2 separate regions of the Mus musculus genome follow, and region 1 is linked to region 2. A link is a contact called in public Hi-C data. All regions are on one chromosome and are shown on one strand. Each heading gives the region's core, a stretch centred on a gene start, on an enhancer-like site or on the middle of the called end of the contact. The rest is flanking DNA. Distances are from core to core; before and after follow the strand shown.

What was found. A called contact is a pair of places that touch in the nucleus more often than the background predicts.
Region 1: a contact with region 2 is called in a Hi-C map of embryonic stem cells, with 3 times the contacts expected there. The contact joins the enhancer-like site here to the promoter of Pard3 in region 2. A contact is called at or near these places in 2 of 484 Hi-C or Micro-C datasets (embryonic stem cells and liver) and 2 of 115 datasets of contacts at active chromatin or transcription factors (embryonic limb bud and pancreatic cancer cells).

What each region holds. Positions count from the first base shown.
Region 1 is chr8:127,436,234-127,441,506 of GRCm38.p6, reverse strand. The region is part of intron 20 of Pard3 (par-3 family cell polarity regulator); the gene reads right to left. LOC115486907 (a long non-coding RNA gene) reads left to right here and starts at 222. Exons shown (of 2, transcript XR_003947489.1): 1 at 222-419. Within about 2 kb of position 3,511, at least 18 of the 459 cell types and tissues checked have an H3K27ac peak or open chromatin away from gene starts, as enhancers often do. A contact at or near this core is called in embryonic stem cells, where this site is marked.
Region 2 is chr8:127,061,668-127,066,915 of GRCm38.p6, reverse strand. Pard3 (par-3 family cell polarity regulator) reads right to left here and starts at 2,860. Exons shown (of 25, transcript NM_001309391.1): 1 at 2,443-2,860. The coding sequence starts at 2,562.

The sequences.
Region 1 (5,273 bases), core at 2,262-4,761, 370 kb before region 2:
AGGGATAGAAGGCACCCCCTTCAGTGGCTGTCTCCTGCATGAGGCACTGAGAGATTCAGCAACAGGAACTTGGGGACAGTACTGGGTTGGGCCACACTTGGGGACAGTACCCAGTTGGGTCATACCAACTTCCTTCACTGTGGGTGAGCTTCAGCAGGGACTGCCCAGAGGAGCAGTCAAAGTTAATTTTTAACTGTAAGTGCTGACAGGCAGCTGCTCAGTGGTTTGGCTGCTCATTTGCAAGTCCACACCCCTAGGGAGGGCATGCCAAACCAAGCCTGGCCAGAGAGTGATCAACCTTCCTTCATTACAGCCAGGGCGGCTCAGTGGCAGGATTGCAGACGTGACAACTTCTACTTTGCCACCACACTCCAATCAATGTCCAGGAGCTGCTGTATTGCCCAGGGAACGCTTCACAGGTGAACGGGTGGGGATGTGTCTCTGCTGGGAGGGGCTTTCCTAGCAGGGCCAAGCCCAGGGGCTTATCGTCAGCCCTGAAGAGAACCTGGTTTGTTGGTTGGGACATGCCTGTCTCTTAGTACTCCCAGATGGAAGCAGCAGGCTCTGAAGGTCAAAGTCCTAGGTTACATAGTGGTTACATAGTAAGTTTCAAGACAGCTGGGCTATAGAAGCCCTGCCTTAGACTAACAAACAACAACAAAACGAGGACAATTTCAGTCTACTAGCACCCATGATTGTTTTCTTATAAGTAACTATATCAGAATCAACCCTCCGAGAGAGAAAGATGACATCATCTGTAATTGCAAAACAGGAAAAAGGCTTTGGAGCATGTAGTCCAGTGGTGGAGAAGGTGCCTGCCAGACTCAGGGCTATTCCAGAACTAAGCATAAAAACTACTCCCCACCCTCTGGAATTAAAAAAAAAAAAAAGTGAAATTCTTGAGGTTTAAAAGTTCACCTTGAGATGTGGTTCCCACCAGTTATGAGGATAGGGAATGGCTAAGAGTTGCCGAATAAACAGACAGTGGCTAGACACAGAACCAGGACCTCATACATGGTAGAAAAAAATGCTCCAGCACTTAGCCACCTCCCTGGACCCTAAAGGTGAGGCTTGAAGATTCCAGAGAGAACCTCAGCAGGAGACGTGCTGAGTACAGCAGCTTGTCGTGGGCGGAGCCTGAGAGGAGCAACATGCTCTTCTGCACAGTCAGCATCAGGTGGGCAGGCAGAGACAGCCAAGGTAGAATTATCCCTGGGGGAAGGAGTGCAGACAGGTTCTGAGCAGCAGGCAAGGATGACTGTATACTTGTTTCGAGAGCGAAGAACAGAAGAGGTGGAGAACGGTCTGAGGTGCAGGAAAGTGCACGTAAGGAATGGGGTAAATGGCTGGTAGCATTGTGACTGGCACCAGAGCTCTGTGGGACTATCCTGAACAGTAGGAAGAGAATGAGCAGGCTGTGCTTACCGTCAGTGTTGGTGAAGGGATTCTGTCATCACATGAAGGACAGTCACTTAGGAGAGGAGGTATGTTTGATTCAGTAACAAGAGCCTTATGCTCAGTTTTGGAGGATGGGCTGGGGAAGTGTAAGCAAACAGCAGAGTGCTTGCCTAGCGAGCAGGAAGCCTTGGGTTCTATCCCAGAAAAGGGCTGGGTGGGGGAGGAAAGAAAAGAATAACTTGGGGATAACAAAAGAGCTCGGAGGCATAGAGAGAAAACAGTGAGGAAATCAGGCAGAAACGAAACTGGTCAGGACCAAAGGGCACAAACTCCTGTAGCTCAGAGCTAGAACAGGAACACTTGCTTTGGCAGCACACACAATAGCGTTGGGGTGGATTTCACCGCAGCTGTGGCCCATGCACAGGTCCGGCAGCATGGTCCCCAAAAGAGACAAAATGGCTGGCCAGCTTGGCACCTGGCTGGATTTCAGTGTGCACCACCCCCACTTCACAGAGTGATTTGGCAAGTTAAGTCACTTATTGAGCCCCGGTGTTGTTAGTCTCTCTACCCATAAAATGCAGCTAAAAATAGCACCTTCTAGGATTATGGCGAGGATTACATGGGTTAGGGAAAATAATGTTCTCAGCAGATGTACACCAGTTTCAGCAGGCAATGGCCGCTAAATGCCAGCTGCAGCAGGCTGCCCAAGGAAAGTTCTTCCCGTAAAGAAGTCATGGCCTGCATGTGCCCTACAAAGCCAGAAACAGGACCCAGGAGCAGTGCTGTCACCAAACAGAAACGAGCAATGAGTAGAAGGAATGACAGGAGGACAGGTGTTCGCAGTCCACTCAGCCCAGCCCATCTGTTACTATGGAGACCAAGAATATGATGTCATCTTTCTCTTCCTGAGATAAGGGGGGGTCCTGTAGTGTAGGGTGACTTTGACCTTCCTATCCTTCAGCCTTCATCCCCACCCCACCCCCGCCCTCCACTCCCAGTAATAGGTCTACATGTATGCTCAATCGATACAGTGTGGGCCCACAGAGCCACATCCCTGGATCCCCTTAGTTTTCTTTTGCAAAGACAGAAAATAGTTACATAAGGAGAGATAGAGAGCCTGGGGGTGGGGAGCAGTTAATCACAATATAAATATTATAAATATTATGGAAAGAGAGGGTAAGGAGGTGTGGCTGTCATCGCCCTGTCAAACCACACCTCATTTAGGAGTGCCTGAAGATTCTGAGCTGCAGGAGTGGGTTAGGTCCCAGCTGAGTTCACACAGCGGCAGCATGTGCATTACAGGTTGCCCTGCAGGAGACTGTAACAGCTCCAGAGCACCCCCTGTTGTCAAGGCACATGTGTGCCTGCATGTGTGAATTGCCATCCAGGGAGAAAAATACCTGATGCTGACATAAGCCGCAGTGGCTGCTCACACCCTTTGAGGGTGCTTGGCTTGAGGGAAGGATCCTACCTCATTTTCTGAATCTGATGCTTTGAATCTTAGCAACACCCTCATGTGGCAACTGTAGCATTACATCATGCTTGAATCCATCACCACTGGAGCATACAGCCTAAGACCTGGGTGCTATGAATAGCCCAACATGTGGGAATGCACATGGCTTAGATACCTTCTGTGCAAGGCTGGACACAGAAGAAAACATCTATCATAACATGTAACAGACATGCAACATGTTACATAAAGTGGAAATACCCTGTAGGATATCTGCTTAGTGCCAGGACACACATGTGCAAGGCAGATGTGAACAATGGGATGCTCTTCCAAAGGTGGCACTGGCATTGCCACAAATGCATGGTTCCTTCAGACAAGAGTGTCTCGATTACCCGTCTACTGCTTACTACACTGGTCTGGGTTGCTCAATACTTGCTGCCACTGTCTAGGTTTAAAAGAAGTTGACCCGTATGAGAAAGGACAAGGGTGTAGGTTTCTAGGAAGTAGCTAGGAACACTGGCCAGAGAACGAGATACATGAAAAAGGGAATTTTGGAAAGCCAGCTAAAGGAAGGTGCTCCCAAGGCCATCATCCTGAGGTCAAGGAGTGCCAGGTGATACAGATCAGCTCAGGAATGCAGTAGGGAGTGCCATCTTGCTTAGTGTGGTTCTGATGCTAGTGACTGAATTCTGCCAGCACCTGGATCTGCAAAGTCCTGCTTAGAAGGCTACCCTTTATGGCTTAGGGTGTAAAACTCCACTTACAGTTAATGATCCAGGAACCAGGGGTATGTTTATACTGGCTTCTGGGGGAATGTTTGATGGCTGCTCTGAGGAGAGGCTGTTCAGAGGTCAGGCACTCTGAACAGTCCCAGAGAACTGGGTAGAGCTGCCCCAAAGGCTGTAGAAGAAACCGTAAGCACAAAGGTGGAAGTCGAGAAAGGAGTTATGCTCAGTTAACTTCTGTTAGAATTCCTGGGTACTGTGTACCAGTCGGCCAAGGCTTCACCCTTGTCCTTCCTCAAGGCAGGTGAAGAATCTAACATTCTCTGCCATTGTCAACTTTAACCCAAGGAAGCAGTTACTCATAGGCACCAGCCAGTGGAAAGGAGAAAAGAGACACTGTAACAAGAAGTGTGGCAGGAAGTGTCAATGTAGCTGAGTGCAGTTTGCAGTTTTAGATCCACCACCCTGTAAAGCAAAAATACCACAGATTTAACAGTGAAGCCATCTGTGTGTGTGTGTGTGTGTGTGTGTGTGTGTGTGTGTGTGTGTAGGTGGGAAGGATATTCAGGTAGGGGGTTAGAAAGATAGAAAGAAGAGGTTCTGGTGCTAGGTGATGTCAGAGAGGAAGAGGCCAGTAATAGATGGCCTTCAGGGATGTAGAAGAGGAAAGATTAGCATCACAGATCAGGTGATGCTCTGGGGTTGGGGGTGGGGAACAGGGTGATGTGGAAAGCCAGAGTGTTTGCTGATGGACTTACTACAGTTTCTAGCTTCCACCTGTAATGGGCATTGTTCAAACCAGCAAGGGTACATGCTGCAGGCATGGGCCAAAAGATCAAAAATACTCAGGCCTTCTACTTCCACTCCCCAGTCAACTCCAAAAGTTGCCCCATAGATACCTTCTTGCAGCCTCCATTTTTGACTCTAGTCATTGACAAGCTGCCTTCTGTGGCCACAGTGGGACCCACACAAGATGTGAATCCTCAGGTTAATAGACTGGGGCTAGAACAAGGTTCTACATATTCACAAGCCTACTGTTTGATATAAGGACTGCTATTAAGAGTTGTCCCAACGCTTTGGAGCTAATCAAGAGAAGAAGAGAGCCATGCAAAGGGAAGAGGCAGATATACAGCTCTGGGGGCAAACAGAGACCAGAGTCTTGCAGCCACCAGCCCATACCCAAGCATAAATGTCAAAGAGAGTACTGCCCATCCAGAGCTCAAAGCAGGTGCCTCAATTAAAGGTATAAACTTGGGAGTCCTCTCCTTAGCCTGGGAACCTGAAGGCTCTGTTCCAGATAACATCTACTCTCTATGCTACTGAAAATGAGGAAGAAAACAGAATAGAGAAGGGAAGAAAGGGGCTGGAGAGATGGCTCAGCCCTTAAAGGCGAGTCTCAAAACCAAAAATGTAAGAGAAGGGGAGAGAGGACAGGTCCTGCAGAACCCCAGCACTAGAGGACTAGATGGCACAGGATTAGGCAGTAAAGCGAACAGAGCAGACAGCAAGCCCATGGGCCCAGCATAGGCTTGGAAGAGTGAAAGCATCAGAATGGAGACTGCTGGAGAGCTTTGCAGAGCAGGACCAGAGGGAGACTTAGTGAAAGGGTTCAAGGGAAAAGGGGAATGGTTCAAAATATGGTTCATTCAGGAGGATGCCTGACATGCACAAGGCTCTGGCTCAGCTCCCAGCACCACATA
Region 2 (5,248 bases), core at 1,611-4,110:
TTGTTCGTCAGGTTCTCACTATGTAGCTTTGTGTGACCTGGAGCTCACTCTGCAGATGAGGTTGGCCTTGAACTCACAGAGATTCACTTGCCTCTACCTCCAAGTTCAGGGAGTAAAGCTATGTGTTATGAGCCCAGCCCTTTGAACACTTATGAGTCAAAAGTCTTGTGATCCAATAGTTAAACTCCAACTATTGCAAAATCTATCTTTTTCAGAGAGAGGTTTATGTAGCCCTGGCTGGCCTTGAACTCCAGGTTCTGTAATATTTCATCTCAAATATTTCTTTTGAAAGCACAGAAAAACTGAGAAAGACACCCAGCAATGACCTCTGGCCTCTGAACAGAACACACACACATAGAAAAACATTCACTACACACACACACACACACACACACACACACACCATCTCCTAAACTGAGTTTTTTGGAACTAGTAAATCATTTCTGACTGTCTTGTCTACTAGTCCAATGTCACAGTCTCTCTTCCATCCCTCATTTCTCCCACCTGGTCTTCTCACAGCTAGAAGTCACTCAGACCTCCTACTCTTTCTGGGACCCTTTCATCACCCCTCCCCCTTGACTTTGGACAGCCACTGCTGATAGTGAAGAATAGTCCACACCTATCAGCAAGGGCCCTCAACTCTATCCTTCCAACATCCCAGGGACAACATTTCCCCACAGAAACACCACGGCTGTCCCCACCTGAGGGATCACAAGAATCTTGTCTCAGACTCTCACAACCTATTAAGAACAAAGAATCCTACATATCCCTTAGATGCCCAACACCCACAACACAATAAATACTTAATATGACTTGAAATAGTAAATGTTTCATTCCTATGGAAAAATTAATAATTCAGCCAGTCAAACAGTTACCTGTGTATTTCCCAACAGGCAACTTGACCATTGCCCAGGGTGTGCAAGATGAAAGAAACATGGCTAGCTTTACAAACAAAATCGGCAAAGCAAGAGGTCAACATGGTCATGCTCTCTGCTCTGGAAGTAGGCACACTTCTATATTCTACATATGTTACTGCCATTTTTCTTTTCTTTCACAACTAATGATGTTTGTCTGCAGAGTACAAAGACAACCTGGTTTTCCCTTACAATAGTAAATCACCAACTGTCAGTCAGAAATGATGCTTAAAACACTTAAGTGTGAAGTTACAGAGGATTTCCCCTCTTGTCAGCTTTACAAGATAAACAGGTGCCCAATTTCCACTAATGTTGTTTGATTTTTCAATGAGTTCGACCAACTGGAAGAACACTTACAGCTGTTGAACTCAGCATCTCCTATCCCTGTACCAGATTGCCAACCATCCCCCAAAGTCTCCTTAAAGGGGCAATCTTGTGTTATATTTTCCAACACAGACTAAAAACAAAACAAAACAAAACAACGGTGTAACCATTTTGCCCTTTCTTAATTTCAGCGAAAAATGGAGGGTGACCCACGAGCATTCAGCGACATATGCAGACAAAGCCACCTTCTCCTCTCGCTTGTTCTGAAGTCACAGAAGGCAGGCCACTGAACAGACAACAGACGGGGAAATACCAAAGGGAACACATTCCACTCTCATACAAAGGAAATATCCTCAGGTGCTAGAACGAAACTTCAGCGTGGGCTGTTGTCAAACACAGAGGGTAAAACAACCTACAAAACGCCCTTCCACTTCTGACCTATTATGGAGGAATGCGGTTTAATGGAGACAATGTTCTCCATGAGGAAAACAGAGAAATAGAGGCTACTTCGACCCCAGGCCCAGTGAAGCCCGGGCTCCTCACTGGAGCACATCCAGCTAGGTAGGGGTAGAGAGCCAGAGGGAGTTCTGACTCCAGGAGCGAGTCTAGGCTTAGGTGTTTTAAGGAGCCGAGCACCGGAGCCACTCCATCGCCCCCACCTTAGCCCATGAGCCTGGCCGACCCAAACACGGCTGCACGCGCGACTCGGAGATCCCGCAAGAACACAGAAGGTCCACGGCCCGGCTGCGGCTCCCGCGTGTACCAGATCGCTCAACTCTTCCCACACTCCCCAAAGTTCCGTGGGCAACCCTCCGGGACAGGCCTGCTCCGGGAGAGGCCTGGAGCTGGATTGCCAGGGCCCGCGGACGGTCGGGCAAAGGCGCCCCGCCAGGCAACGCCGCGCCTCCCGCGTGCCGCACTCTGCCTCGCCCCGTGCGGGCTCTGGGCACCCGGCCGTCCACTCCTAAGCCCGGAGGACCCAGACAGTGTCCAGGGACCGTGAGGGTGGCGATCGCGGCCCAGCCGGAGCGCGCCGAGAACTTTACGGCCGCGGGTCCGGGCCGGGGGCGCCGGCGAGGCCGTCGGCTGCGGCACTTTCCCTTTCCCCGCCTCCCGGTCTCCCTCCTCCGTCTCCAGGAAGCGCCATATTGATCCCCGCGCCTTTCCCCCGTCCGCTCCCCGCCGCGCGCCCCAGGCCACTCACCTTGGCCACGGCCTTCCGGTAGCGGGTCACCGCCTGCTGGATGAGGCTGAAAACTTTCATGCGGCCATCTCCGCACGGCACGACCACCCGGGTCCTCCCGAAGCACACGGTCACTTTCATGCCGCCGTCCCTCGCTGTCCGTGGCCGGAGCGGCGCTGGGCCGGGAGACTGTACGCAGGGCGCGGTGGGGCCGCTGCGCCGGCGCGCCGGCGGCTAGAGGCGCGAGCAGGCGGCCGCACAGAGCTGCCCGGCTACCATGTCCAGCCCGGCCGCCTTCGCCTGGCCTTGCCTGTCCCCGCCCGGGCGCCTGCAGCCTCCGGCCACCTGTTCGGCGTCTCGGCGTCTTGGCGCGCTCGGCGGCGGCCCGGGGCCGTGTGGCGCTCGCGCTCAGTCGGGACTCCGAGGAGGGGACGGCGAGGCAGGGAGGAGGAGCAGCGACGGGCTGGGCGCACAGCACCGCGCGCAGGCGGCAGGAGGAGGCGCAGGGCGGGGCGCCCCGAGGCCTCCGCCGCTGCCCGGCCGCTCGGTTCACCGCACGGCGAAGCGCGTCGCAGCCCGCGGCGCTGTGCTCGGGCCAGCGCGGGGCAGGGCGCGTCCTCCTCCAGCCCACTTGCCGTAGGCTGCAGTGGGAGGCCCACTCCGGGACGCCCCACCCACGCCCCCAGAGGGCTCCAGCGAGGTCCTCTTCCTTTCTTTGTGACTTTTAATCCCCTTCCTGGGAGAAAGCAGTTTAAGCTCGGAGACGCCTTTAGAGCCCGAGAGCCACCGAGTCGCGCTGGCGAAGATAGGAAGCTCCAGGTCAGGCAAAGCAGGGTTTCTATCCTAAGTGCCTGGCTCCGGTGCAAGGCCGGGCGGCGCTGTTCTGTAGCAGAGATTAATTGGCTGCTCCCGAGAGAGGTTGAAGACGCGTGGACGCCCTGGTACTTCCTCTTGAGGCCACTATTTACCTTAAAGTTTCTTGGTGACCCACTTGTTTAAATAAGCAGGACTTAACACCGCAGTTCAAATACATCTGTTTCTTGAAAATTCCTCAATCTAAGCAACCTAAAACCCTCTGAAAAAAAACACAGTACGAACGCTCGGAGGGAAGGCTGTTCTAGATAGGCTATTCCCTCGCTGCTAAGGCTGCCTCAAAACTCAGGCACTGACACACCCCCAACTCCACAGGGAGTGGGTGATAAGCAAACTCTAAGGTGTTTAATAACAAAGTGGACCAAGTCTAGAGAAGTGACTGAAGCTGCTTTCTGACTTACTTAGAAAATGTGATCCTTAAATAAATGTTGTCTTCAAAGAATGGCAAACTTCAAGAGAGTCGCTGTTGACCTGAGTTTGTCCCACACAATACAGTAAGTTCAGTTTGACAGTTAATTTGCATGATATTTTAAGCCTATTAAAACTCCTGTGGTCCCCAGAATTTGAGCATCTACAGCTGGTGCTGAGGGCTCTCCATCCATCCCTCCTTTCTTTTAAAAATAATAAGCAAAACAAAGAAATCCCTTGGCTTTTTAGACTCCTGCACAGTCTCCTTGGCCATGCGGCTCTAGGTCAGAGGAAACATCACATTTTCTCCCTTCTGACTGCTCTCAGTCCATCCGATGATCACTGGTCCCAGCAAATGTATCGTCCTTTCAGGGGTCCGTCAAGAATTCACCCTCCCAAAGTCCACAAGAGAACTCTTGCGTGCACATAGCCATGGGAAAGACTCTTATTATCTCTACATGGCTATATCTATCATTCAACTTGTCTACCAGTGCCTGTGCTGGTCGCACTATGTCGGTGAGTCCTGCTGAGGTTTTCTTGTTTGGGATCTTAGCAATACTTGTGTCCATGGGCCACCAAGATGGCTCAGCCTGCCAGGTGCCGACCACCAAGACTACCTGAATTCTAACCCCAGATCCTACATGGTGAGAAAAGAGAACAGCCCCCAACAATTTTCCACTGACCTTCACACACACACATACACACAGAGAGAAAGAGAGAGAGAGAGAGCCATTAAATAAAATATAAATAAAAACAACACTTGCACCCACAATAATTATGGGTAATTAAAGGTAGTGTTTCTGTTTTTGACACATGGGAGGAGTATAAAGTTGCTAGTGGACTTTGTCCAAAAAAACAAAAAGGCACTGATTTAGGTTAAGTTCTAGGTTTGAACAATAGTACTTTCAACTATGATGTTAACTCTCTCCCCAGCCTTGTCTTTGCCAGCTGAGGAAAGAAATTGGTGAGATGCATCTCATAAATTGTAAGGATCAAACAAAATTGTATATGAAAAATCTTAATGCTATATTATATATGCTATGTTATATGACATGTATGACATATTATATATATATGTATATATATATGTGTGTGTATATATAATATGTGTATATATATATATACACTAGTATGTGAGAGCCTGTAACATAGCAGAGTCTAGTGGCCATGGTATATAGTATGCTAACAAAGCCTGGGCAGGACATCAAATGATTGGAGAGCAGTAAGCAAAGATATCTCAAAGAAGCTGAAGATATAACTAGACAAGGACTGGAATATACTAAGTAGAATGCTTGTCTAATATGTTCAAACCCCTGAGTTTGATCTCTAGCACTCCATAAAAACTTCACATCTGTAACCCCAACACATAGCAAGTAATTTGCAGAAACATGGCAAGTTAAAGAACAGCCTGGACTACATAAGACCATGTACTGTTGTTAATAATAATAATAATAAAGATTAAGACTTTATCTGGCTAGCTGAATAGAAATATGATCATTAATCTTGTGCATCATAGTTGAAGATGCCCCAAGCTTTGATAAGCAAC